Regions from separate parts of the Mus musculus genome. Here all the other regions are linked to region 1. Evidence: chromatin contacts called from public Hi-C, HiChIP or PLAC-seq and promoter capture Hi-C data. All regions are on one chromosome and are shown on one strand. The core of a region is the stretch at or near the end of the contact, and the rest is flanking DNA. Distances in the headings are between cores, read along the strand shown.

The links. Promoter capture Hi-C pulls out the DNA fragments that hold promoters and counts their contacts. Hi-C and Micro-C count contacts between places; a contact is called where the count stands out from the background. HiChIP or PLAC-seq counts read pairs in DNA pulled down with a chosen protein or histone mark.
Region 2: an H3K27ac HiChIP or PLAC-seq map of thymic regulatory T cells shows a contact between it and region 1, with 8 times the contacts expected there. The contact joins the promoter of Cage1 here to the promoter of Rpp40 in region 1. A contact is called at or near these places in 2 of 39 promoter capture datasets (liver and pre-B cells) and 1 of 115 datasets of contacts at active chromatin or transcription factors (thymic regulatory T cells).
Region 3: a Hi-C map of CD8 T cells shows a contact between it and region 1, with 3 times the contacts expected there. The contact joins the promoter of Snrnp48 here to the promoter of Rpp40 in region 1. A contact is called at or near these places in 1 of 39 promoter capture datasets (pre-B cells) and 3 of 484 Hi-C or Micro-C datasets (CD4 T cells and CD8 T cells).
Region 4: a contact with region 1 is called in a promoter capture Hi-C map of pre-B cells, with 6 times the contacts expected there. The contact joins the promoter of Ssr1 here to the promoter of Rpp40 in region 1. A contact is called at or near these places in 4 of 39 promoter capture datasets (hippocampal neurons, liver and pre-B cells), 1 of 115 datasets of contacts at active chromatin or transcription factors (thymic regulatory T cells) and 2 of 9 other capture datasets (adipose tissue and liver).

The regions. Positions count from the first base shown.
Region 1 is chr13:35,901,804-35,908,969 of GRCm38.p6, forward strand. It overlaps Rpp40 (ribonuclease P 40 subunit), which reads right to left and starts at 4,544. Exons shown (of 8, transcript NM_145938.4): 1 at 4,401-4,544; 2 at 2,616-2,760; 3 at 1,885-1,953; 4 at 210-305. The coding sequence starts at 4,523.
Region 2 is chr13:38,033,940-38,040,745 of GRCm38.p6, forward strand. Cage1 (cancer antigen 1) reads right to left here and starts at 2,998. Exons shown (of 13, transcript NM_027724.2): 1 at 2,880-2,998. Riok1 (RIO kinase 1) reads left to right here and starts at 3,050. Exons shown (of 17, transcript NM_024242.3): 1 at 3,050-3,592; 2 at 6,134-6,335. The coding sequence starts at 3,522.
Region 3 is chr13:38,203,159-38,209,955 of GRCm38.p6, forward strand. Snrnp48 (small nuclear ribonucleoprotein 48 (U11/U12)) reads left to right here and starts at 1,781. Exons shown (of 9, transcript NM_026382.2): 1 at 1,781-1,970; 2 at 6,719-6,797. The coding sequence starts at 1,815.
Region 4 is chr13:37,989,527-37,996,547 of GRCm38.p6, forward strand. It overlaps Ssr1 (signal sequence receptor, alpha), which reads right to left and starts at 4,682. Exons shown (of 8, transcript NM_025965.4): 1 at 4,479-4,682; 2 at 2,471-2,583; 3 at 1-65. The coding sequence starts at 4,557.

The DNA.
Region 1 (7,166 bases), core at 3,294-5,793:
CTTATAAAATGTGGTGTACAGCCAAAGAGGAACAATTTAACAGCACCAACTAATCTAATCCCCCAGGAAGTGCAACCAATAGCTCCTTGAGTCAGGATTTCAAAGATAAGAACCATATTTTTCCGATTAGAGATCAGAGGGAAGGCATTCACGTTTTGTTACAAGAAAACTGACTTGCTAGGCTCCAGTGGAACGCATGTAATACTTACCAAACTTCATACTTTTTCTGCCAGAATACCGAGATGGACGACCTTGAAGTCCGGTTTCTTCGTAAGTATCTTTATCTAGTGATAAAATTAATTTCCCTACAAATCAAACAATAGTTCTTCTAAGAGAGATGTTAAAATATGGCTGGTGTTCTCTAAGAAAGCTAGACATCTGAGCAGTGAAATGTCGGGGATAAGAATACACAAAGAACTTGTCTATAGCACACTGATATTATCTAGCAATGTACCCAACTGGTCTGGAACTTTGCTCTGTAGTTGAGGCTGGGCTCAAACTGGTGGCAATTATCCTGCTTCAACCTTCCAAATACCAGGATGCAGGTGTGAGCCACCAGGCTTGTGGTATTATCTACCATATATACATATATACATATTACAATAGCAAAACTAGAAACAATTAAATTTGTATGAAGGAAAGAATGATCAAACTGTGGTCTGTATAACTTCAAATACTGTCTTTAAATTTTAATTTAGTTTAATTTAAATATGTATTTGTATGCCTGCTTGTAAGTACACCAAGGAGCCTGTGAATGTCAGAAGAGGATGTCGGATCTCCTAGAACTTGAGTCGTGAGCTGCCATGTGGCTGCTGGGAACTGAATTTGGATCCTTAGCAATGACAGGAATCACTCTTAGCTGCTGAGCCATCTCTCCAGCCCCTACTTCAAATATCATCAAAACATTTAAAAGCTCTATGTTAAAGCCAGGCAGAGATGTGCTGGTTCATGTGTGTAATCCTTGCACTTGGAGAGCTGAGGCAAGAGAAATGATAATCTGAGGCCAACCTGGTCTACATGGCAAGATCCTATCTCAAAACAAAACAAAAAGTTCTAAGTCACAACCATCTGCACTGAAGCAGGAACATGTCTATGTTATACCCCTTGGAAAATAAGACTACTGAGAAACAATGTCATATAACCAATGTTAAACATTTGATGCTTACTGGTGCTGGTAAAACACGTCTTTAATCCAAGCACTCATGAGGCAGAGGCAGGTGAATCTTTTAGTTTAAGGCCAGCCTGGTCTACAGAGTGAATTCTAGGACAGCCAAGGTTACATAGAGATACCTTGTCTCAAAAACAAAAACAAACCAAAAAAATGTATGCTTATAAATTCTTGAAAGATAAACATCAAATGGTTCCATCTAAGAAGGAACACAAAGATAGGCTTCATTTTACTGTTTAGAGCTGTATGACTTGACTTTTAAAAAACTATTATTTGCCGGGCGTGGTGGCGCAAGCCTTTAATCCCAGCACTCGGGAGGCAGAGGCAGGCGGATTTCTGAGTTCTAGGCCAGCCTGGTCTATAAAGTGAGTTCCAGGACAGCCAGGGCTATACAGAGAAACCCTGTCACGAAAAAAAACAAAAACAAAAAAATTATTATTTTATTATTTTTATGTATATGGGTGTTTTATCCTCATGTTATGTCTGTGCACATGGATGTGTCTGGTGCCTATGGAGGTCAGAACAGGGCACTGGACTCACTCAAACTGGAGTTACAGATAGCTGTAAGCTACCAAGTGGGACTGAACTTTGGTCTTCTGGAAGAGCAGTCAGTGCTCTTAACTGCTGAGCCATTTCTCTAGCCTACTTTTTTTTTTTTAAGCAGTGCTATTTCTTTTCTAATAAAGAAAGGAAGAAAAAAAAATGAATGCTGTCACCATTTGGTAGGAGAGCAACAGTATTATCCTCATCAATACTTGTATTGTATGTTAATGCAGAGAATGAACCTGTAAGAAAAATCAAGAAAAGTAATTAAGTAACTAAAGTAGCACAACATTTGTTTATGAATGGTTTTCACGTGACAACGAATCTTCCAGGTAGGTAACAGGCAGCATCTACTACAGCTCTAACTCATTCAATAAACCCACTACACCCCAGAGATACACTGGAACATATACATGCAAGGCTCCAGCTAGACCACCCCAGGACTCAGGCCACATTCAGGGGCTTTTTGTGCAAGTTTCCTATCAACAGGTTGAGAATGGGCTCAGAACAGAACCTGTAATCTTGGGGATCCTAGCAGAAAGGTGCACATTAAAGAGGCAAGAGGACAAAACACTGATGCAAGGATCAAAGTTAATATTCAGAAACTATTTGAGAAAGTTAATATTCAAAAGCTACTTAACCTTCATCTAAAGGGATTCCACCTACTTCCCTGAGTTATTGCAAGGGCTAATTAAATTTGGTAAGATATTTAGCTGCCACCTAAAGAGGACACAGGAAAGAAAACGACAATATGGCCGGGTGGAGAAGTGATACACGCAGCTGATCACATGATCTAACTTCCATGGGCCCTTTTAAAGACAAGGGAAGGACCCCAATATTTTGCTGCGATCTTCCGATAGCTCTTCATCTTGTCTTGTTCATATGAGACAGTGTTTCTTCTTACCTTTCTTTACAAAGGTGTTGATGAACTCGTGTGTAATTAATTCATGAAGAGGTAAGTTCTTCACAGAGTAATAGGGTCCAATGTCCATGACCAGGCTTTTTAGCTCTTTTGATAGAAGCCCACATTCAGGAATAAGAAATGAAACCTATTAGAATGTAGAAGAACAAACGAAGTTATATTTTATGAAGATTAACACCATGCTTTTGGAAATGGAATGTCAAAGGTGCTAGTTACTCCTTCACAGGTTTTACTGGGACATAGAAGGGACACGCAAACATGGGCAATGTGATGGTTTGAAGATGCTTGGTCCAGGGAGTGCTATTAGGAGGGATGGCCTTGGTGGAGTAGGTGTGACTTTGTTGGAGGAAGTATGTCACTGTGGGCGTGGGCTTTGAGACCTCATCTAGCTCCCTGGAAGCCAGTCTTCTTCTAGTGTCCTTCAGATGAAGATGTAGAACTCTCAGCTCCCCCTACACCATGCCTGCCTGGACGCTGCCATGCTCCCACCTTGTTGTCCTTATAAGAGTTGCCCTGGTCACTGTTGGAGTGTCTGTTCACAGCAGTAAAACCCTTAGTAAAACACACACACACACACACACACACACACACATACACACACACACACAGCCACCACCACCTACCCCTGAGACAGGGTTTCTCCATGTAGCCCTGGCTGTCCTGGAACTTGCTCTGTTTATCAGGTTAGCCTTGCACTCAGAGATTTACCCACCTCTGCCTGGGTTTAAAGGTGTGCATCACCATCAACCTACTAGGCAACAATTCTATTAATTTCAAGTAAACAGATATCTGACTACTCAAGTTTTTCCTTTCTGCATTTCAATGTGAGGCATGACATTGCAATGGAAGTCTTACTTGAATCTTATTTTTGCATACAAGCAATATATGTTATGTCTTTCACACTTTATAGTCAAGGAAATAGAGTATATATAATTCAACATGCCTTGATTTGCTTATTCTGGAGTCATGAAATCAAAGGAACTCCTCCTGGGATTTAGGGACATTTAATTAGTAAGAAGCTACATAGAAGCAAAAGTGCTCCTGGAAGCTTCCATTTCCTAGACAAACCTAGGTGAGACCAGTTGAGATAAGCGATACATCCCTGACCGCAGGGATGGCCTTTCAACCGAAGAGATGCAAAATCCGCGCGGATTTCAAATGATCCCCAAGTGAACATCTAAAGTCCGTTTCGCAAAGCCCCAACAACCAGCCTTGAGGGACAAGGACGCCAGCTAATCTATCTGAGAAATCCATCAGGCCAATATTTAAGATGTAAAATGCTTAAACCCTTATCATCGTAAGGTAAGTTTATTTGGAGTTCCTCGTTTGTCAAACCGCGTGATGCTTTGGAAAGAGTCACAAGCTGATCCACAGAGATCTGCCCAAACTTAGGGTGTAATTCGGCTACATGTTGTACAGGTCACACTCCGACCGTGCAGGTTACATTCCTAACTCCTCCACTGCCTGCTCGACCCAACACCGAGAGGATTTAATCCTGAACACCGCAGTAACCACGCCAAACTCACAAAAACTCTGCTGTTCCTCATAGGACCGAGCACCGCCCTGTGTTTGGCGCATGCTGGGAATTGTAGTCCTACACAGCGCCAAGAAAAGCAGTTAAGAAACTTGAAGAGACTATAGTTCCCAGCATGCCCGAGGACGATCTCCGCCCACCCTCGCAAGCCGAGGAGGTCTGGCCGGGTGAAACCCGGCGTGGTTCTACCTTAAAGCTCTCCAGCCTAAGAGGGCCGGGTGGACCTGACTCACCCTGTAATTATGATAGTGCGTCTCCACGAGATGCTTATGGCGAGACTTATCGTGGCCGAAGTTGGATTTCTCACAGACCAGTAAGTGCCGAGGCGCCTCTTGCAGCCTGCGCAGCGTGGCCATGTTAAGCAGGAGTCCAGGCGAGCACCGCCTCTTGGCCCGCCTCCCGGCCCGCCCCTCGGCCCGCCCCTCACCCCACCATTCGCCCCTTTCTGACTACACCCCTCCCTCCACCACGCCCTAACCCTTCTTTCTTTCCCTGTCTGTCAGTTCCTGCAGGCACTGGGTCTGAAGGTTCTCAAGAACCTGGCATGGGGCTGGTGAGATGGCTCAGCGGGTAAGAGCATTGACTGCTCTTCCAAAAGTCCTGAGTTCAAATCCCAGCAACCACATGTTGGCTCACAACCATCCGCATCTTAAAAAAGAAAGAAAGAAAGAAAGAAAAAACCTGGCACATCCATTCTATCCCACAGTTTCTCCGTGGAGGAACAGTGCATATACCTGGACAGGACTCAGAGAAGGACTGGACCCTGACACCTTATAAAAAGGAGGAAGATAGGACAGAGGAAAAGCCTAGTATAGTCAGGAAATACATCTGCTTTGCAGCACTGTTTTCCTGACTCCTCATATGGTCTCGTTCCTAATGCTCACCCACCCGCAGGCCCCTAAGTTCCCACTGATCCTTCCCAAAAAGTATAGGAAATTACAGAGGAATATAATATGACATTTCTGCATTTTTACTTCCAACAGAACTTCTTTGCTTTGTTTTTAATTATTTAATTTATTTTTTTCATTTCCAACATTACTATTTTGTGATTTTACTCCAAATCTCAGTTTCTTTGCTGAATTGTACTTCCATGTACACTGTTGCTATCTTCAGACACACCAGAAGAGGGCATTGGATTCTATTATGGATGGTTGTGAGCCACCATGTGGTTGCTAGGAATTGAACTCAGGACCTCTGGAAGAGCAGTCAGTGCTCTTAACCAATGATCCATTTCTCCAGCCCCCATAGCTAATTCTTAAAAGCCATATTGTTGATTTTTCTCATCTATTTTACTCTCTGTGTGTGCACACACATGCGTGCGCACGTGCACGTGTGTGCACAGCAGACTTTCCAGGTCCTTCCTTAGGGAAGATTGAATTAATCTTTTTGCTTCAATCTTTTTTGAGGTCTTAAAGTATTTTTACTAGGAAACTTCTGAAATCACCCAGAATTTTACCTATTTCAGTATCATTGAATCCAGGTGTTAAGTTATTTTGTCTTGAGACAGGGTCTCATTATATATCCTGGCTGGCCTCAGACTCAATATATAGACCAGGCTGGTCTCAAACTCAAAGAGATCTACCTGCCTCTGCCTCCTGAGTGCTGGGATTTAAGATGTGAACCACCACTCTGGGATAATTGATTTTGTTTTTGGAGGACTCCTGTTGCTGTGTTTTTCATTCATGCTTTTGTTTCTGTGTGTGGTGTTGACCTGTGTTGATTTGGAGATGTTTTTCGCTGTTGTTCTTACTGAGCACCCTACTCTCCGAGACTCATTCCCCGGTGTTACTCATAAAGGAGACAACACATTGCTGAGACAGTAACAAAATGGAAGATATAGAAATACACCCAAAGTTACTGAGGTTCAGCAATATATTACTAATAACCATGAAACAGAAATTTACAATACTAATGTAGAATATGCTAGGAATGTAATGATTATGTAGGGTAAATGGGAAAATAGCAAGAAAACGAAAGCAAGCCTAAATGAAAGAAAGAAGCGGGATGAGAAAGTGTGCCATGGATGGAGACATGAAAAGAGAAAGGGTTTAGTGGGGGGAAAAAAACTAAAAGAAGGGGGAAATCTCAATAATAGAAAATCTTAAATAATGAATTATATAAATATAAGAGAAGTAAAAGATAAAAACATCCATTTTTTTAAAAAGGGAAAAGAGTAAAAGTGCTGAATAATAGAGAATGTAAATAATGTAAGATAAACATCTGTATGAGGTGTGAAATGTATGAAAATGTATGCGAGGAAATAAAATGTGTTTAGGGAATGCAACAAAGGGGAAGCAGTAAGAGTGTGCTAAGAAGAAAAAGGGAAGAAGGGTAGAAAGAAAGGGAGAAAGGAAAGCAATGAGATGTTGAAGCAGCCTCTTCCGGGGTACTCGGCATAGGCTGGGAGAGGGTATCATTGAACTTGCAGACTCTTGTCTTGAGCCTGTATTGAGCAAGTGTTATGTGTCCTCCATAGCTGTCTTGTCATTATTAACTTCACCATGTTCATCAGGGGCCTCTGCTGACCACACTTAGCTTTTCAGTCTCTGCTTCAAGTTCTCTCATTCTCCTGAGATTCCCCAGATCATATTTCCCATGGTGCTAATGTTCTAGCTGAGGGTTGGAAAAGAAGAAAGAAACCAGAGTGTGTGAGCAGAGAGCTTGTCTTGTAGTTTTCAATCTCTCTTAAGTATTGATCACCCGCTGGAGAGATGCAGCTGTGGACATCGGGTCATCGGTTGCAGCTTCAGAGTTCTTAGACTCTATGGCTGAAGAATGGTTATTCAAAGACACTGACATTTTGACAAAAAAAAAATTACACAAATAGAAATTGTGGAAATGAAAAAAGTAAAGAATCAAAGTGTAAAGTTTAACCCATAGACCTGATTAAGCAGAGCAAAGGGTATGACGAGGTTGAGGAAATAATACATCCAATTATCAATAAAGAAAATATTGAAAAGGACCATAATATTCAAGAACTCTGAGTAATGATCAAGAGA
Region 2 (6,806 bases), core at 1,748-4,247, 2.1 Mb after region 1:
AGTTGGCTTCCTGTTGCTATAACAAACAAACATAACCAAAACCAACTTGGAAGGGTTGTGGCTTCTACTTCTGGTTCACAGTTTATCACTGAGGGAACGCGGCAGAAACTCAAGTAGAACTGGAAAAGACCACTGCTTATTGGTTTGCTCATCTACCTTTTTAAAAACAACCCAGGCCCATCAACCCAGGAATGGCCCAGACCACAGTGGGCTGGACCCTCCAGCAACAATACATGATTAAGAAATTGCCCCACAGAAATGCCCACAGGGCAGTTTGATGGAGAGCCCCCAGATCGAGCTTTCCTTTCCCCATGTGACTCAAATAGTGTATGAAGCTGGCAAAAGCCAGCGCACCAACTGTCTAGCTTTACAGTCTCTGTGATGGTATATTTGCGTTGCTCTCTCATAAGTCACCACTGTCTACTGTTCAGTCTTAAGCTGCAAGGGTGTCACTAACTTTCCATATCCACATTGTAATTGTCCAGCAAGGAGTCTAGAGTTTCTCAATACTTCCTGCACACACACCAGTCCTGTTCCATGCCAGCTCTCTTCTTTCTTGGGCCTAATTTTCCTATTAGATGTAATTATGTATGTGCATGTATTTGTATGTCTGTGCATGTCTGTGCTTGTGATTCAAGGAGTCCTGGGAAGCCAGTGGTGTCCCCAGTGGTGTCCGAGCTGGAGTTACAGGAAGAGGGGGGTCACCTGACCTGAGCACTGGGAACCAGACTCCAGTCCTTTGTCTGAGCAGTATGCACTTTCCCAGCTGCACCCACATCTCTAGCCCCTGATTTTCCTATTTACAGTCTTCTCTTTTTACATCTAGTGGGATAGATTAGTTCATGGCTTTTAAAACTTTTCCTACTCACTATGTAAAGTTTACATGCACATAAAGTAGAATTACAAACAAAACACTTACTGATAATAAATTATACAGAAATTTATTTTAAAATTCTTTTGATATACATATAATTTTACTACCTGTTAAATAGGAAAGCAAATTTACATACTAATTAGATGTGTTTATCTGACATAATACCATCCAAAGATATACTATTTTAATATTTATCTGCTGAGAAATGGAACCAGGAAAACATTAGGTCTGCTTTCTGTAATGAAACGATTATTTCTGTAAGACCAGAAAACTGCAATGTACAGTAAAAAAAACTCTGCAGTTCATAATGAGAAGTCCAAAGCCTTGGGAATAAAATTTTCATTTCCTGGGAGGCACACTGGGTTCCCCAGGAGTTGCTGACAATGGGCCTTCAGTCAGATGGCCCTGACTTAGGGAGGCTAAGTCTGGAACTGCTGGAGGCCACCTAGCTGGAGGAGATAACAAGGCCAGAACAGAGCTGGTTTCCAAAATTCTTTGGTCTCAGCAATTACAATGAAACTAGGTTAACAACCAATCAGAATTGTACTAATGTTACTGCGTTGCCCCCCTATTGGAGGTTACCTAATCCTTCTGGAAAATTCTCTTAGCCCTCCATTAAAGGGGTCCATGAGCCCCTCAGGTGGTTGCCGTTTTGATAAATGGTTGGCCCCTGAATGCTGGTAATTTCTTCAGTAAACACTCTTCTTGCCTGTGCATCCTATTTGAGTCTGGGGTCTTCCTTCAGCTATTCTTGGACCCTAACAGGAACATATAAGTTTCAAATCTGAACAGAGGTATTTCAGGCAGTTTGCTGCTGTGAGTTGGTATAGTGGTGAGAACAGTGAAAGCTGTGTGAAGTTATCATGGGTGAATATTGCCCGAAATTTGTCAGATTCACCCCACCGTTTAAATTATGAATCAAGTTTTGGGTGTGGAGAATTTATCATGACTCTCCCCACCCCATTATGGGGCCATGATCTTTAGTTAAGAAACTCTGGTCTACACAGTTAAAACACAGGCTGAAAATACCCCCCATTCTAGTGGCATATTATCAGATTGTCTCAGTCTATCCTTAGTACCTGTCTGCCTGGATGACTTTGTTAGATTACTTATTTACTGAAGACGTTTTCAAATCGATGTCATCATTTGGTAAACTGTAAAAAACCAAGTAGGCTAAGGAAGCTAGGCAGGGCTGCTGGAGGACTCAACCTTGGGCTCACCTTTCCCGTCCTGCAAATAAACACTACCTGTTCGATGACAGGGATGTGTTAGTGCCTTAAATCACTTTCCAAACGCAAAATGTTTCTTTTCCATGGGCCTGTGACTTGCAACTACACTTTAAAAAATGTATGTGCCTGTTTAGTATACCCGTGCCATGTGTGTGTAGGATCCTCTGGAACCGGAATTATAGTAGTTGTGACTGGCCCAACCAGGTGCTGAACCAAGCCACCACCACCCAGGCTTGGTTAGCCATTCTACCTAAATCCATTGTTTGTTTGTTTGTTTTTTTTTTTCTTTTCTTTTTCTTCTTCTTCGAGGAAACAGGGTCTCTCTGTGTAGCCCCTCCTGTCAACAGGTTGGCCTCAAACTCAAGAGATCCGCCTGCCTCTGCCTCCCAAGGGATGGGATTAAAGGCGTGTGCCACCACCGCTCGGCTTGAGTTAAAACCGTTTGAAGATAATGAGGGCTTGTGAGATGGCTGAACAGGAAAAAGCGCGGACGACCAGAGTTCGGTTCCCGGAGCCCAAGGTGGAAGGAGTAAGCCCTCAAGTTATTCTCTGAACTTCACTCACGGAGCACGCATACACAAGCGCGCGCTAGATAATACTTAACATTTTAACATTTAATAAAGGCAGAAAGAGGTGTCACAAGAGTTCCTGCCAAACGCAAAAAAAAACCTTGAACTTCCCAACTTAAAAAAAAAAAAACAACAAAAACCAACCACTTGTATCATTGCATCTCAAAACAACGCACCAACGTTTCTAGAGAGCAAAAGTGTGCTCACTTCCATGATCCATCGAGCTTCTGTGACTCAGGCTAAGGATTCCGGGTTTCCTCCCGGCACACCGGCTCCGCGGGAGGGAGAACACCTTCCAACCGTCCCCACCGAGGGCACCAACTGGTGCGTCGCAGGGCGCTCGAACGCCCCAGTGTGACGTCCTCCGGACCGCACCTGGGTCCAGAGGAAGAAGGTCAGAGGACGCAAGTCTTCAGGAGCAGCCGGAGGAAAAAAAAAACAGGCTGACTTCCTATGACCGTAAACGCCATGGTGGAGCAAGAACGAAAGGCTGGGGAGCAACAAGAGCTACACATCCCACGCTACAAACAACGCACCACGCCCACTTCACATCGCGGATTGGTCTTTCCCGGCCACCGTCACGCGCATGCTCCCTGAGGGCACTAGGGTTTGGAGAGGCCCTGCTGGTGGCATACTTCCGGCGTTGCACTTCCGGCCTGTTGGTGGCCGCGTTTGCCGAAACCCTGTATCCTGACACCCCGGTGGCGCCTGGTCGTTGCCTTCTTGGGCCTGGCGGTTGCCGAGGGATTTGAGGGGCGGGAATCGCGGAGACGCGTTTGGATCCTCTAGGTGGGAAGCAGGCTCTTCCGATCGCGGCCTCAGGGGCGCCGAAGGCTCACACCCCTAGCCATGGACTGCAGTCTGGACAGGATGGCTTCGGTGGTCCCCGGGCAATTTGACGACGCGGATTCCTCAGACAGGTAGGCGGCCGGTGGTGACACAGGGACTCCTCCGATTCCGCCAGCTCCACATTGGGCTCGGGGAGCTGACAGCTGACGGCTTTGGATTTTTCTCGGGGTGAGCAGCTTGTGAAAGCTACCTACCTGTCAGTGGGTCCCGGGACGTTTAGCAGAGAAGCAAGAGTTGGGGACCACTGAGGAAGGTGGGCCTTTTTTTTTTCCTTTCTTTTCTTCATACAGGCTTCCATACACAGTGAGCAAAAGTTTTACCTCTGCGAGTATGATGAACAAGACAAATCAAGTCACTACTGTCTTTTTGGAAAGGAGGGCAAACCAAGAGGCTAGCACCTACAGCGTAGCGGAGAGAATTGAGGCAAAAAAGGGAGGCCAGCCAGGTCGAGCCTTCCAAGTGACTGTGAGGAGTTAAGATCCTGTTCAGGTCTTACAGGCCAGAGGAGGGCTTTTGCAGCGACAGAGCATCCGTCATTTGATTTATGAATTAAAGGAACTGGTGAGTCATGTAGAAGATGTTCGTAGAGAGGAGTGGAGCAGAGAATCAGTAAATAAATAAATAACCAGCTTCAAACCGGATGGCTCCTAGAGCTGCTGTCGTAGAACGACTTCGAGGTAGCAGTGTTGAGGTTTTGTGGTGAAATTGGATGTGAGGTCCAAAAGCAAGCAGTGACGGAAAACTTCCCGTTCAAAAGAAAAGAGAATTTACACATAGCCATTTTGAAACAACAAAGAGTTTTGCGTACCTTATAGTCAGGAAGATTTTATTCATCAATTGTGAGCGGTTGTGATAAGTATATATATTGACCACTCTGTGTGTCAGATCGAGTGGTAGGGAAATATTGGTGACTACCGTTTTGATTGCCACAGGGGTTGGCCTCTGCTAGGGGAGATAGATATTCACACGAGGTAAATTATTTGAATTAAAATTGGTGAATAGTACAAAGGAAAAAAATGAGTGATCAATAACATATGGTAAATAGAGGGTAAGTAGGGCTTAGCCGGAGATGTTGGAGATTTCCAGCCTTCCACTGAGGAATGGGCACATCATCTCAGAGAAATCCTTACGGAAGCGTTTAAGTGGGAAGAAGGGACAAGCTTACTTTGCCCACAGGCCCCATACACGCAGGATATTGTGAGACTGCACCCATGGTCCTCTGCTGGATCTGATTTTGCCATTGCACCAATCCAGAGACATTTTTATATGTCACACCTGGGCTGAGACACTAGTGGTATCTGGTAGGTAGTTCCGCATAAGACAACCTCACAGCAGAGGATTGACTAGTTGAGAGCATTCACATAGTTGTGCCTTTAACATACCTGTCTAGATTATTAGATTTGTAAGTGAAGAGTAATTTATGTATGATACTTATGAAGCCCTAGTAAACTGCAGCTATCAAATGATAGTCTCCTTCCTACTCATGCCCGTGGGCATTTAAAGCCCTGTGGGCTGTAGCCAATTAATAAATTGGAGTTGACGACTGAACTTATTTAAGACCCATTGGGGGCCAGGTGTGGTGGTACAGCGTCTTTAATCCCAGCACTCTAGAAGCAGAAGCATCTGATATTGATGATTTCAAGGTCAGCTCTAGCTTCATAGTGTCTTCAGGGCAGCCAGACCCAACAGGGAGCTCTGTCTCAAACAAGACTAAACAACAAAGGGGAAGGGGGTGGGAGAGGCGGGGCGGCCTGAGGTGCTGGGGATTAGGTCTGTGGCAGAGTGATTACCTAGAGAGGGAAAGGCTCTGGGTCCTCAGAACTAGAAGAAAAAAAAATGGCTCTTTTTATGGTCAGGTGAGGTACACACATCTTTAATCTTAGCACCTGGGACACAGAGGCAGGAAAGGTCAAAGCTAGCAACACTGAATTGAATTTTATTGAATTTGGTGGTAAATATGTTTTGTTTGGAATGTACAATGTTTTAAAAAAAATTGAACCTGGCAATTATGTGAAAAAAATTACATAAATATTGAGTGTTTTAGCTTCTTGAAAAACTAGGAAGATCAGTAACAACAGGGTCTGCATCTTTTGTGAACCTCTCCTCCCTTTGGCTGTACTTTTGTCTCTCTAGACCACTTCTCTTGATAGTCCCCCCTTGTTGTCCTATACTTGGCCCACTTCACTGTGTAGTCTTGGGCCTCTCCATCACTGCTTCCTTTTATAAATAAAGGTGATTTGGAGTTATTTGTGTCTTAGGAGTGTCTTGCTACGGCTCCTGGTATTACAGAGAGTTAAGGAAAGGCAAATTTTGATACACACACCCCTGAAAGTAGGTGTATGAATGATTTGACTAGAGTCTGGTCTTGTGCACTAGTCAGAGTCAGTTCATTTACCCAAGATGATAGTGTAAATTCTAACTTGACTTAAGGCAAAAGCAAAGCCAACACCCACTGACGGTACACGGACGTGGAGAATAAAGCATTGCTGCAGATGAGGAGACAGAGAACTTGATGTTAAGAAGACGGAGCAGATTGGGGAACGTAAGGTGTGTATGTGTGTGTTTTTCCCTTTGGAGGATGGATAAACATGCCAGAACATTCTTGTTCCTAGTGAAAACAAAGAACTGCAGCCAATCCATGCAGAAGATGGCGGCGTTCTACTTAAAAGCCTCCAGAATGCTGCAGCAGAGGTGAAGGGCGACGCTGAGACCGATGAGGAAGACGACTATGATGATGATGATGATTGGTACTTGGACGATGCAACTGGAAAACTCACCAAGGGTTGTACCTGGAATGGCGGCAGTAACTATCAGGTGTGTAAGGAATTCTGTAAATCTGTGTTATCTGCTTGTCTGTGTTCCAGTGTGTGTGTGGGGGGAGAGGGGGACAGGCCGGGTGTCTTCCTCAACAGTTCTCCACTTCATCTTTTCTTTATGTGTGTGGATGTGTCTGTGTGAGTGTATACACATGTGTGTGCACATACCTGTGCGCATGTGGGGAAGGCAGAAGTGGATACCAAGTCCCTCCCTTGGAGCTGGAGTTACAGATAAATAACTAAACAGGGATCCACAACATCTAAGCAGGTTCTTATGTGTGTGCTGGGATCCAGTTCCAGTCCTGACATCACTGAGCCTGAAGCTCACTGTTTAGCCAGCCACTGGCTCATGTCTTCCAGACACCCTTCTCTCTCTCATCTGCCCCAGTGCTGGGATCACAGATGTTTGCCACTGAGTTTGCCTTTTTATGTGGGTGCTGAGGACTGAACTTAGTTCTCAGACTTGAAT
Region 3 (6,797 bases), core at 531-3,030, 2.3 Mb after region 1:
TCCCCCCAGCCTCAGCACCCCCACCCCCACCTATGAATTAAGTTTTAAGATGTGAACAGAACACTATACTATGGTGGTTAGTGTTAACTGTGAAGCTGACAAAATCTAGAATCGCCTGAGTTGGGCCTCTGAGTATGCCTGTGACAATAGTGTTTTTTTCATGTGATTTTTATTATGAACATGTAGCGTGTGTCTTTATTAGCAATGACCTTTCTTTAGATAAGCACGCCGTGATCATCCATAAGGTTTCTGCTTCTGACACACTTGTTATTAAATTGGTTATTTGACACAACCACATGGTGAGTTCCAGGATGACTCATAAACCTGCTTTTGATAATTTTATTATAAACAAAAATGTTTATATTTGGTTTTTATTGAATTGAGCTTATCTATATCAAATTCCCCTTTTAGAAAAATGACTGCATAGCTAACTGCTACTCTGGCAACAGGCATCCATGTGGTACACAGACATATATGCAAAATATCATAAAATGCACTTTTTACATGAAAAATATTCAAGACAGCATGTTACTACCTGAGAGTTACAGTATTCTATGTTGTTAACAGGATGCTTTACAAACTGTTAAACTGTCACTGAACTAACATTTAGTCTCAGTGAATACAGTGTGGCCAATGACCACCTAGTGATTTCGAATTCAGGACCACCACTCTCAGGAGGAGAAGCCAAATGTAACTCAGACAGGAATTTGGTCTCTTAGATACCCCAGCACAGTCTCTCTCTCTCTCTCTCTCTCTCACACACACACACACAACAGGGTTTCTCTGTATATCCCTGGCTGTCCTGGAACTCACTTTAGACCAGGCTGGCCTCGAACTCAGAAATCTGCCTCCCAAGTGTCTGCCTTCCAAGTGCTGGCCAAGAGCCTGGCTCTCTCTCTTCCTTCCTTCCTTTCTTTCAAAGATTTATTTATTTATTATATGTAAGTACACTGTAGCTGTCTTCAGACACACCAGAAGAGGGCATCAGATCTCATTACGGGTGGTTGTGAGCCACCATGTGGTTGCTGGGATTTGAACTTCGGACCTTCGGAAGAGCAGTCGGGTGCTCTTACCCACTGAGCCATCTCACCAGCCCTCTTCCTTTCTTTCTTAAAGATATATCTATCTATCTATTTATCTAATGTATAGGAGTACACTGTAGCTGTCTTCAGACACACCAGAAGAGGGTATCAGATCCCATTTTAGATGGTTGTGAGCCACCTTGTGGTTCCTGGGAACTGAACTCAGGACACCTCTGGAAGAGCAGTCAATGCTCTTAACCAGTCCTGTTCTAAATTAAGAAATAATAACCAATTATAGCCAATTGGTTAAAACATAATAAATTGCTTTAAAAAGAATTTGAAGAGCCGTTTCAGGAATTTTCTGTTTGATCATGCATTGTGATTATGTAGGAAAATGTTCTGAGGATGTGCATAATAGCATTTGGGATAAAGAATCTAGAAGTAATTGTAAGAGGGAAAACGCTAATGAGCTGGAGAAAGGCTACACTGACACTTTCTGTGTTGTTCTTTAAACTTTCCTGCCGATATAAATAATTTCTCCTAAAAACATCGAAGGAGCAGCGGAATGATGCTCAAAGCTGGGACGCAAGTTCTAACCTGCTACGCAAACTAAACCCAGAAGAGCGTGGAAACACCTTTCAAAACTACCGCTTCCGCCCTGCCCGTCGGCTCTTCCCGATAGGCTGGCGCCATCCCGGGGCCCCGCCCACGGCTCCCAGAAGCCCGTGCGCGCCCAGAAGCTCGTGCGCGCCCAGCAGTTCCGCCTCTTCCTGCCTGAGGTGAGCTGCCATCATGGAGACCGAACCTCCTCCTCTGGAAGAGCGGCGTCGGCTCCAGGAGGAGCTGAGCGAGTTTGTGGAGAGCTGCTGCCGGACGCTGGAGGAGGTGACGGCGTCCCTGGGATGGAGCCTGGATCAGCTGGACCCCGGGGACGAGGCGGAGGCCGAGGTGAGGGGCGAGGTTGCCCGGCCTTTCCCGGGCCGCTGACTTCTCGCCGTGGGAAAGGCGCCCGGGGAGCCCACTTCTCTCCATCCCGGTGCGATGCAGGGGAGGACAGGGCTCGTCCGGTGCATATCCCGGGGGCGCTGCTGCTGAGGTTGGCGATTTGCTTCGTCATGATATAAGGATTCTGCATTGCGTTAGATTCAGTGTTCACTTTTCTCTATCTTAAACCCGGACGCTTCCCACTCGGACAGGACCGATTGTGGGACGATTAAAGGGCGCCACCAAGGAATGGTAGCTAGTAGCGGACCCCTAAGGAGTGTATTAGAGTGAATTATCCTGACTTATTTAATAGGTGCAGGATAGAGGGAATTTGCGTTGCGCGGTGATTTCTTATACCCTCTTCATTTACTATGATGCAGTAACAAGGTTTAAGTCATATGTCGATGGAAATATTTAAGATATATGCAATTTACGTACAAGCTAATCACCATTGTCTTAAAATTGAAGTGGAAATTGGAAAGAAAAAAAACCCTTCATTGTACCTTTACAAGTATATTTGGAGTTGTGAATTAACCAATATAGTTCATGGCTTAAAGCCTAGTAACGATGCTGTAAAAATGGATTTGGGGGACAACTGAAAAAGTTTGAGGTATGAATTGATAATTTTATGAAATTTCCAGACCATTGAGAATGGAGGGCCCCACCACTCCTTCATTTATTATCGAGATATTAGACAACATCGTGATATTAACACTTAACACGTTCTAAATGGCACTGCGTTACTTCATTTAAAATTCGTATCCCAAGGAGGCTAGAATAATTGGCAGCATTTTACAAATGAAGAAACAAAAACATCCCAGTGGGATTGGCAACTGGGACTTGCAGGCCTTCTGATTTCTGAGGTGTATTTTGCTTAACCGCTATATGAAAGTCCATTGTAAAACTCCCAGATTATCCAGTAAACCGTGAAGTACATGATTATCTGATACTCACTGTTGTAACTGGCTTAAAAAATCTGGTAAATGACATTGATAGTTTTGAGACTAGTCCAGATAATTAATCAATTTCCATGTTTCATGTGCACTTGTAGAGTTTGTCATGGTAACAGTGGGGGGAGGGGTAAAGAAATGACAGCTGTTATTGTGTGGCAAAGTCTGTAATGGGGGGAGTTGAAATTTTTGTAGTACTGGTTATTATAGACTATGATGGGTCAGAAAAAGCATCTAGAAAAGTATATTCTTTAAAATCTGCGTGGGGCTAGGCTAGAGAGATGGCTCAGCGGTTAAGAGTGCTGGTTCCTCTTCCAGAGGTCCTGAGTTCAATCCCAGCAACCACATGATGGCTCATCAAACCCTATGGGATTTGATGCCCTCTTCTGGTGTGCAGGTATACAGGAAGAACACTCATATACATAAAATACCTAAATGAATAAGCCTTTAAAAAACTTATGGGGGCTGGTGAGATGGCTCAGTGGGTAATAGTACCCGACTGCTCTTCCGAAGGTCCAGAGTTCAAATCCCAGCAACCACATACATGGTGGCTCACAACCATCCGTAACAAGATCTGACGCCCTCTTCTGGAGTGTCTGAAGACAGCTACAATGTACTTACATATAATGAATAAACAAATCTTAAAAAAAAAAAACAAACTTATGGATATGTGTGGGGGTATGGCCTGGGTAATGGGTCCTCAACTTTTACCTTGTTTCGGGTCTCTTGTTGTCTTGATATTGCCATCATCATTCTAGCTGGCCTGTGAGCTTCTGGCTATTTTCCCTTCTATCTTCTATCTCTGTGGGAACAATGAAATTGCAGGTGCATATTAACCATACCCATTTTTTGCATGGGTTCTAAGGATTTGAACTCCAGTCCTTTTGCTTCTTTTACTGAGACATCTCCCCAGCCCTGACCAAAATAACAACAACAACAACAACAACAACTGAGTAGAATTAGTTAGGTCAAGCACAGAGAAAGCATCAGCAGACCTAGAAGTCCTGGCTTAGATGATAAGATTAGAGAGCCTCAAGTGCTTAAGGATGGTTAGAACATGAGGAGGAGAATTGCTTGTAGCCCCGCCTTTGCTCCATGATCTAAATGGGAAGTACAATGGTAGCAGGTAGGGGCTGTATAGGTTATAAGGAGCCTTATAAAGGCCCTTGTCAGGCACATTGGAGAATCTTGTTTTCTGTTTGTTTGCCTTTTTATGAAAAAACAATGGCAACAGGGGAGGCATAGACAGACTTTAAGTCAGGGAATATCCAAATTAAATTTGTGTTTTAATAAAATACCCACTAATATGTATTTAGTGCAGAGTACCAAGCCCTACTTCAAATGGTTTCTGTGTATAAACCCAGATATTTATATTTATTTAATCTTCATGATATCTTTGTGAGATAAGGGTCCATTGCTTCTTTTTTTAGAAAAAGAAAGTAGCTCAAGGAGAAGTTAGTTATATTACCTCTTATAGTTAGTAAATGGGAGAGCTGGGGTTTCCAAAATGGCTACATGGTGGAGAGTGTAGTAGAATGTAGTAGAGAGCAGCCATCCTGGAAGCAGAGATGGGGAGCAGTAAGATAGCTGTTGTAATCCAGAGAAGGAACAGTGACGTTCTGAATTGGTCAAGTGGCACTGGGGCTAGAGAGAACTCTGGGATTTCAAAGACCCTTAGGAGTTAAAATGTCAGGACTAGGTGGCTGCTTGGGTGTGGGTGGTTAGGGAAGAGGCAGGTTTTTCTTGAGCAGGTGACACCTTTCACTGAAACGGGAGAAGGCAAGTTTGAGTGCTAGGAGGCTTTTGTGGTGTTGTGATTAAAACACCCAGCCACAGCAAGGTAAGAAAGGAAGGTGTGATGATCAGTTTGACACAATGCAGAGTCACCTGGGAAGGGAGTCTCAGTAAGGCATTGTCTAGGTTGGCCTGTGGGGTCCTCCCCACCCCCAGAAGGGCTTTATTCACTGGGTTAACTAAGGTGGGAAAATTCACTTTGAAGGTAGGCAGCACTATTTCATGGACTAGGCTCTGTTCTGAATTAGAAGAAAAAGGCAGAACACCAGCACTGCATGTCTTCCTTCTGTCTGCCCATAATTGTGGATGTGAATAGCTACTCCAAGGTTCTGCCACTCTGACTTCTCTGCAGAATTGCTTGTAACCTGGAATGATGAGCCAGATACACGTTCCTCTAAGTTGTTTTTGCAAGGTGTTTTATCACAGCAACAGACACAAAACTAAGAAGGCTTACAGTTTAAGGTAAAGTCTATTATGATAGGGAAGTCAAAGCTATAGGAGTGTGAAGCCGTTGGTAACATTGCATCTGCAACCAAGAAGAGCAATGAGTCTTTGTGCTCAGCTCATTTTCACCTTTTATACAGTTTAGGAACCTGGTCTAGGGAATAGTTCCACCCACAATCTTCAACCTCAATTAACCTAGTCAAGATGATTCTCCATAGACCTAAGCCCAGAGGCCCACCTTCTAGGTGATTCTAGATTTTATTAACTTGACAGCTAAGATTAACCATCACATAGACCATGAATATATTGAATTTATTTTTGTTTATGTTGGACTTTTAGTATAAGGTACTTAATAATAATATAAAGATTAAAGAAAATTAACTGTGTGTGTATGGTGTGGGGGTCTGTCAGGGCAGTTGTGTGGAATCTGTTTCTCTCTCCTCTTTCCCTGTGTGGGTTCCAGGAGTTGAGCTTAGGCCATCAGACGTTCTTGTTGAGTGCCTTGCCCACTGAGCCACTTGTGGTTCCTAGTGTAAGGATCTAAGGAGAGAAACATTGGCCTGATGAGATAGATTCAGGAAATTGAGAGCTGAAGGCAGAGTATTGCTAGGAAGTGTAGTGTTGAATGACAAGAGGTTAATGATTAGACTTAATGAAGTACAGACTGCAGGAGACCAAAGAAGAACCAGACAGGTAGAAAGACAGAACCATTTATCAAGAGCTAGATGCAGCGAATGGCTGTAATCCCAGCACTCCAGAGGATGAGTTAGGATTGCCATCAATTCAAAGCCAGCCTGGGCAACATAGTAGGAGCCTGTCTCTAAACGAGCAAGCAAAACAAAGTCTGCGAAGGTGGCTCAGTTGATAAAAGTGCTTACTTCGGAAGCATGAGATTTCCTCAGAACCAGTATAAACCAGGAACAGCAGTAAAAACATCTGTGACCTCAGTACTGGGGAAGTGGGGGATTTGCTGGCTACCTGGTAGAGTGACTGAGAAAGACCCTTGATGTTGGTCTCTGGCTTCCACATGCTCATTGACACACGATCCCTACACACATATGCCTATGCTCAACAGTGCGAGTGAGCGAGTGAGAGAGAGAGAGAGAGAGAGAGAGAGAGCGAGCGAGCGTGAGAATGTGAGAATGAGAGAGAGAGAAGATACCAAGCTGACAGCACAGCTTTGGATAATAGACCATGACTAGGAACTCTAAGACAACAAGTATGACATGTTCTTTGGCATCAGTGGCAGTAAGGTTGCTGGTGGCTAGTGCCAGTGAGGTACTTGTGGCAGAGGTGAGGAATGGCTATTTGTGAGGCTGTGGAGATAGTGAATGCTAAACTTTGAAGGGCTGTAGAGAGGACAGAGGCTTTAGAAAGACGCATTGAGAGAACTCCCTCTCTTCCTTCCCTCCCTCCCTCCCTTTCTTATTAATACAAACACCCACATGGGATTGAGGCCCACAGAAGAGGAAGTACTAGGCTGTTGTTTAAATGCTATTTTCCCCCTTCTGTTAATTTTTACAGGATGAAATCGCCATATGTCCTTATGATTCCAATCATCGCATGCCCAAATCATCACTAACAAAGCACATGGAATCTTGCA
Region 4 (7,021 bases), core at 3,432-5,931, 2.1 Mb after region 1:
GTTGTGTCTGCACTGGGTGAAGCTTCTGGTTCACTGGATACATCCTCCTCTTCTTTATCTTCTGCCTAAGGGAAGCATCATTAAAAACAGATTGCTGAGAAAGGGCTGGAAAACCACTGAGTTCCCTAGACCGGGATGAAATGCTGCTCTGTGGGTTCTAGTCTGTCAGTTCTCTCTTCCCCTTCTGCTAACTGGAGAGCATGAAGAACATGGAGAACACTCTCCTAGTATCACACTTTACAGTGTCGTTTACAGTGTCGTAACTGGGGAACATGAACACACTCTCCTAGTATCACACTTTACAGTGTCGTTCCTGTGCTGGCAAGTTGAGCAGTCAGGACATCCTGAATGTGATGCATGAGCCTTTCCTTGGGAAAGCCACCTCCTGGATCACCGTGTCCCTCCACCTTAACCTCCAGCTCTGGGAAGTGTGACCAAGGGTGCATGTACGTATGAATCTCAAGACAACTCAGGCCTCTGCCATAATCTCCCAATTCGCCCATGTCTTCACTGCTGAGTGTAAGTCGCTAATAAGAAACCTGGAGAGGAGTTACAACCAAAGCCGAGGTCACTGTCCCAGAGGTAACTTCTGGAAGGACAGAAGCTCTACGAGGTCATCTTTCTTCCACAAACTCCATACATCGAGGGTACTTCTGCTTCCTCTTTCAGCTCATCCTGACCATTTATTTTTGTGATAAGAAAAATTCAGACCACCTTCTTAAAAAGACCTAATTCCTCCCCTTTGGATCGCCTTTCTCCACAGTAAGTACATTCCAGTGCCAGAAAGTTCAAGTAATCCAGAAAAATGATACAATCCATTACTATCATGTAGGCTCAAATTTCAAAGCCCTAAACATCATCTTTAATCCTAAATTAAATTCCAATATACTCTAAATTATCTTACCCAAAGCACTACTTTGGTCAAATATTTACAACTATGAAACAGGAATGTATTGATCTGATCAAGGCTGTTCATGTAATGAGACAGGTTGAAGATGCAAAGCCTCAGAACGGAAAACTTGGCACAGATCGACAGAAAGCACACACATTAACGGTCTTCTACTCAGAGGAGACACTACGCACCTACATAGCAAATCACTAACAACAACAACAAAAATTAATAGAAGAGCAAAGCACCGATTGAGTGGCTGGCATGTCCATACAAATGAAAACAAAAAATCTACGAAGGACTGATGCAGGAAATAAAATTAGCAAATTAGCAGGAAGCATGTTGCAATTGAGCTCCTTTTTAAAAAAAAAAAGCTTTCTGTGTACGGGTGTTTTGCCTTCGTGTATATCTACGGACCATATGCAAGCAGCATCCACAGAAGCCAGGACAGGGCACCAGATCCCCTGGAACTAGACTTACAGATGTTTGTGAGTAGCTATGTGGGTGCAGGGGAAGAGAACCCAGGTCCTCTGGAAGAATAGTCAGCACCTTACCTGCTGAGCCATCTCTCCAACTGAGCCAGTTATTCTTACTGTCATTAGGAGAGCACAAATTTCAGAGCTAGCTTCTAAGCCATCTTCTCTAACCCTTACTTACATAGAGGTATTTTATCTCCTGCTCTTCAACCCTTGCTCCCTAAACACACACACACAACCCCCCAAAAATATCAACTTTAAGAAAGAAAAAAAAAAAAAAAGCCGGGGCAGTGGTGGCACACGTCTTTAATCCCAGCACTTGGGAGGCAGAGACAGGTGGATTTCTGAGTTCCAGGACAGCCAGGGCTATACAGAGAAACCCTGTCTCGGGAAAAACAAACAAACAAACAAACAAACAAACAAGCAAGCAAACAAAAACCTCTGTTCAATCTAGTACCCAGAACAGTACTTGGCTATATGGATGGTAGAGTCTCCCCATAGGAGTCAATGGCAGGTTACAAGCACAGAAAAGGACAGACCTAGGAAGCGAAGCACATGATCTTGATTTGTTCAGTGTACCCTGTCTCCCCACTACTCCAGAAGGCCCTTGCGCTCATGCTCAGTGACTTGCCCTTAGACCAATTCCAACCCTGGGGAGACAGCTCAGAGGCTCAGAGCAGTACTGCTTTTGCAGGGGACCCATGTCTGAAAGGTCACAACTGTTTGCAACTTCAGCTCCCTGTGATCCAACGCCCCTGGACTCCCCAGTATTTGCTCTCACATCCAAGTACCATACAAAACCATACACATAAAACTGAAGAGGTAATTGGCAAACTTGCCTATAAAAAGAGTACATTCTTAGTTGGAATCTCTACTCAGAATATATCATATATATTCTATTATTATTTTTTTTCCTTTTTTTGTTTTTGTTTTGTTTTTTTGAGACAGGGTTTCTCTGTGTAGCCCTGGCTGTCCCAGAACTCACTCTGTAGACCAGGCTGGCCTCGAACTCAGAAATCCACCTGCCTCTGCCTCCCGAGTGCTGGGATTAAAGGCAAGCTCCACCACACCCAGCTATATTCTAAATATGGTATAGAGAACTTACCAAATCTGTGGGTTCATCTTCTTCTACTTCAGCTTCATCATCTTCATCTTCAATTATTGAATCTTCCACTATTTCTTCATCTTCTGTAGGATCTTGAGCCAAAGCTAATGACCCTGAAAATAAAAAAAAAATAAAAAAATAAAAAAGAGCAGTTAACCTTTATCTTTGTCTTTAAACATGAGGTCTAGACAAGAAAATGTTCCACCTATTGTAATATAGTCTCCCTGGTCAGTTGAGCAATGCCACTGCACAAAAAATATTTACATTTTTTACTAGTAGTCTTAACTACTACATTATAATTTTAATGGGAATCTTTTTAATATAAAAAGGCAAAACAACAACAACAACAAAAAAAAAACAAAAAAACAAAAAAACGGGGCAAGCCAAATGGCTCAGTGGTTAAAGGCACTTGCTGCCAAGCCTGACCATGTGAGTTTGATTCTTGGTATGCACCCTGCAAATTGTCTCCTAGCTTCTGGATATATATTACAAGGCAGACAGGCAGACACACACTAAATATAATAAAAAATTAAAATAAATAGTGGCAGCTTCGTGGTTAGTAGCAAAGAAAAAAAATCCAACTATTTTTGCACATGACTTCAAGCATAGTTTCAGACATTTAAAATATCAAAAAAAATAAGGGCTAATCATAATGCTAATTTATAAATCAGAGACTTGTTGACAAAGCTTTCTCAAAAACCACACAACATCACTTTCAGGCAAAACTCTACAAAGCCCTTTAAAGTTCAAGCAGTTCTTATTACCACTTCTCGGGGAGCGATGATGTGGCAATCCAGCAGCGAGGGAAAATGTGGGAACAGCCACATGTGCAAAGCCCAAGAGAAAACACTATCTTTAAAACCATGATTTTTTTAAGTCTTTTTACTTTCCCGAGTTAAAACAGTTCATTCATAGTTTACAGGTAATTTATCAAAAGCCAGATTTAAAGAAAGAAAGAAAACCCCAATGGTCTAAGGTTGTAGTGTGCATATGTGCCTTGCATGCCTGGCACGATGGAAGCCCTGGGTTCATCCCCACCACTTCATCCACGGGGTGTGGTGACACCCTGAAACCCAGCACCCCAGAGGTACAGGCACAAGGATCATAAGTTCAAGGACGTGCTAGCTAGGGCACCAACTTACAACGCAGCCAGGGTTACCTACATGAGACTCGGTCTCAACATCTGTCTTATGTCCCCACCACCACACTCCCAAGCCAAAATCCCTAACAGCTATAATTCAAAGTCATACTAGTTACTAAGTAGAAGCCAAGCACTTCTGTGTGCTTGGCCAAAGAGTTCATAACATGGCTCGTTATTTCTCATGCCCTGGGCCACAGAAACTTAGAGAAAGAAAAGGAATTCTTTCTGGTGACCACTCAAACTAGTTGTTTTTATAAACTAGCAAAATTAATGGACATGGCGGGCAAGGGGGAACAAGTTTCTACGTTTTTACATTCTGCCAAGTTTTTAGCCCAGGTCAATCGTTGGAAAGAATAAACTTACAAAGCTCGAAATAACTTTTTCGCAGCATATTTTCAACCAGCAAAAACTGGCTGGAAAAGGGAGGGGAGGGGAGAGAAATTAGAAAAGGAAGGAGGAGGCCATCCGGCCATACTCTACGGTAGCGGCTGACAAGCAGCCGGAGGAAGGGGACGGATTTGGACACCGAGCCTCGCGGTCCACACAGACCGCGATGGGCGAGCGAGGGGGCCGGGCGAACACGATCCACGCGCCGAGGAGAAGAATCTACAGTGGGCGAATGAATGGAGGCGCGCCGGCGTGTGGCTAGCGACACGTCAGCGCAGAGCTTGGGGACGGGCGGCCCGCGGCGAGCGCGGGCGGAGAAGCGAGGCCGACCCTGGCGTGGGTCCTGCGGACCGCGGGCTTCGGGCCCGCGCTCGCTGAGGACGCCGAGCTGCGGGGGGTCCCGGGGCGGGGGATAGCATGGCCCACGAGAGCCGGGCCGGGGGTCGGCCGCGGTCCCCAACCCAGCCCCGCGTCTCTCACCTCCGGGGCCGCCTCGGAGCAGCACGGCGGCGGGAAAGGCCAGCAGGAACAGCAGCAGCAGGCGGGGGAGGAGTCTCATGGTACGGCCGGTCAGCGTCCGGTGCGGGTCCGCTAGGGCTCTCGGAGGCTCTGGCGGTAATGGCGTTACTCTTCATCCGGGCCGCGGTGGAGGGGCGGGGCACGCACGCACGCGCGCCATCCGTCGCCCCTCCCCGCCACCGTCGACGTGGCCTCTAAGCGCCCAGGGGCGGGGCCTGCGGGCCGGGAGATCACGTGGCCGGCGGTGGCGGGGACCAGGGGAGCCTACGGGCTCCCGCGAGAGCCTAGCTGAGCAGGCTTATCTCTTCCAGATGCTTAGCATCGCTTTGTCCCCCGTTGCTTTGAGGGGCCAAGGAGTGGAAACTTCCCGCATGTGTGGCAGTTGAAAGACAGAAAGTAAAGGATATGGATAACGACAAAATAAATAAATAAAAATAAAAAGCCGAAAGTGATGTCTCACATTGTAACCCCAGAGTTTGAGAGATGGAGGCAGGAGGATTGCAGCGAGCTGGAGACCAGCCTGGGCTATGTAGCGAGTTCGGGGCAAGACTGGGCTACAGAGTTAATACCTTGTCACAAAATTCTACCCCCCCTGCAATAAACAATCGGAGTTCTGGAGTTTTATTCTTTTAAATTTGACTGTCTCTCTGGTGTATAATTGCCAGTGCACAGATAGATGTAAAGGTCAGTCAAAGGACAACTTCTAGGGAACTGATTCTCTCCACATTTTAGATGGGTTCTGGGCTTGAACTCTGATCATTAGAGGTTCAGTTCTGTAATTTTTCTTAACAACCCAAACTTAGCAATTACCTAGCCTTTCTGCAGTTTCTACGCCAAAGATCTCACTTCTGGCATATTTCTGGCAACTTCAGCTGGTCAGTGTGAAACACTCGGGATGTAGTGGCTGCGCTGAGAACCTCCAGCCACAATCCTGATTCAGGGACTGTCTTGGTTACTTTTCTGTTGCTGTGAAGAGATACCATTACCAAGGCAACTTATAAAAGAAAGTGTTTGATTTGTAGGCTTGTTTACAGTCTCAGAGGGTGAGTTCCTGACCATCGCATCAGAGAGAATGGGAGCAGGCAGGCAGTGCTAACGTGGAAGCTGAGAGCTTATATGTTCAGCCCCAAAGGACAAGGCAGAGAGGTAAGTCCAATGGTACGGACTTTTGAAACCTCAAAGCCCACACCCAACAATGCACCTCCTCACATAAGTCCTTACCAAACAGTTCCACCAACTGGGATGTAACATTCAAACACAAGCCTACTGGGGCAGTTCTCATTCAAACCACTACACAGGTTAAGCAGCCACCAGGATCATTGGAGCCTCTGAGCCACAGAGGGACAAATAAACTCCCCTCAGAATTGTTGAAGATGACTGAAGTGGAAGTCACAGACCATATCTCAACTTAATTAACCCCAGTAGGTTCAGATCAGATGAACACATGTCTGACCTGAACAGGGGAAAGAGACTGTCTATAAATTCTATGAACATTAAGGAGTCAGAAGTGCCACCACCTGAAGTCAGACCTCAGAAAGGGAGACAGTGAGATCTTCGGTACAAGGACAGTGTCTCTGTACCATCCCCTCAGTTACAGTCCTTGTCAGTTTCTTGTGCCAGGAGACACTCCCGGGTTAAATACGAGGATCTTGGATATTTGATGGGGTTGAAGACTAATTATAGTCTCACAAGCAAACTTAAGTTGTTTAGCATTGAAAGAGATGATATAGATTTGAAAGGATGTTTTTCAGATGGTAATGTGTACTGGCTGGTTTTGGGTGTCAACTTGACACAAGCTGGAGTTATCACAGAGAAAGGAGCTTCAGTTTGGGAAATGCCTCCTAGAGATCAGGCTGTGGGGCATTTTCTCAGTTGGTGATCAAGGGGGTAGGACCCATTGTGGGTGATGCCATCCCTGAGCTGGTAGTCTTGGGACTTGCTTGTAAGAGAGCAAGCCAGGGGAAGCAAGCCAGTAAGTAACATCCCTCCATGGCCTCTGCATCAGCTCCTGCTTCCTAACCTGCTTGAGTTTCAGTCCTGACTTTCTTGAGAGATGAACAGCAATGTAGAAATGTAAGCTGAATAAACCCTTTCTTCCCCAACTTGCTTTTAGGTCATGATGTTTGTGCAGGAATAGAAACCCTGACTAAGACATAATACAAGCTAAAATCAGAACATAATTCAGGTATAGAATGGTAAGCTCTTTAAGTTAGGGTAAAAGGTAAAATACTGTATATAGTTAATAAATATGATGGACTGGATGTTAATTGTATATCATACTTTGTAATTTACGTGTTATGGTTATGCTCAAATTATGTCTAAGAGTTTTTTTTTTAATTTGGACAGAAAGGATGAAATTTGGGAATTGGTTTTAATGCTTTGAATTAATCCAGTCTCCCAAGTCGGGAATATGCTGAAGGTCCTTGTCCCCAACTGGTTTCTGATGGATCAATAAAGAGCCAACAGCCAATGGCTAGGCAGACAGACTGAAATGAGACTTTGAG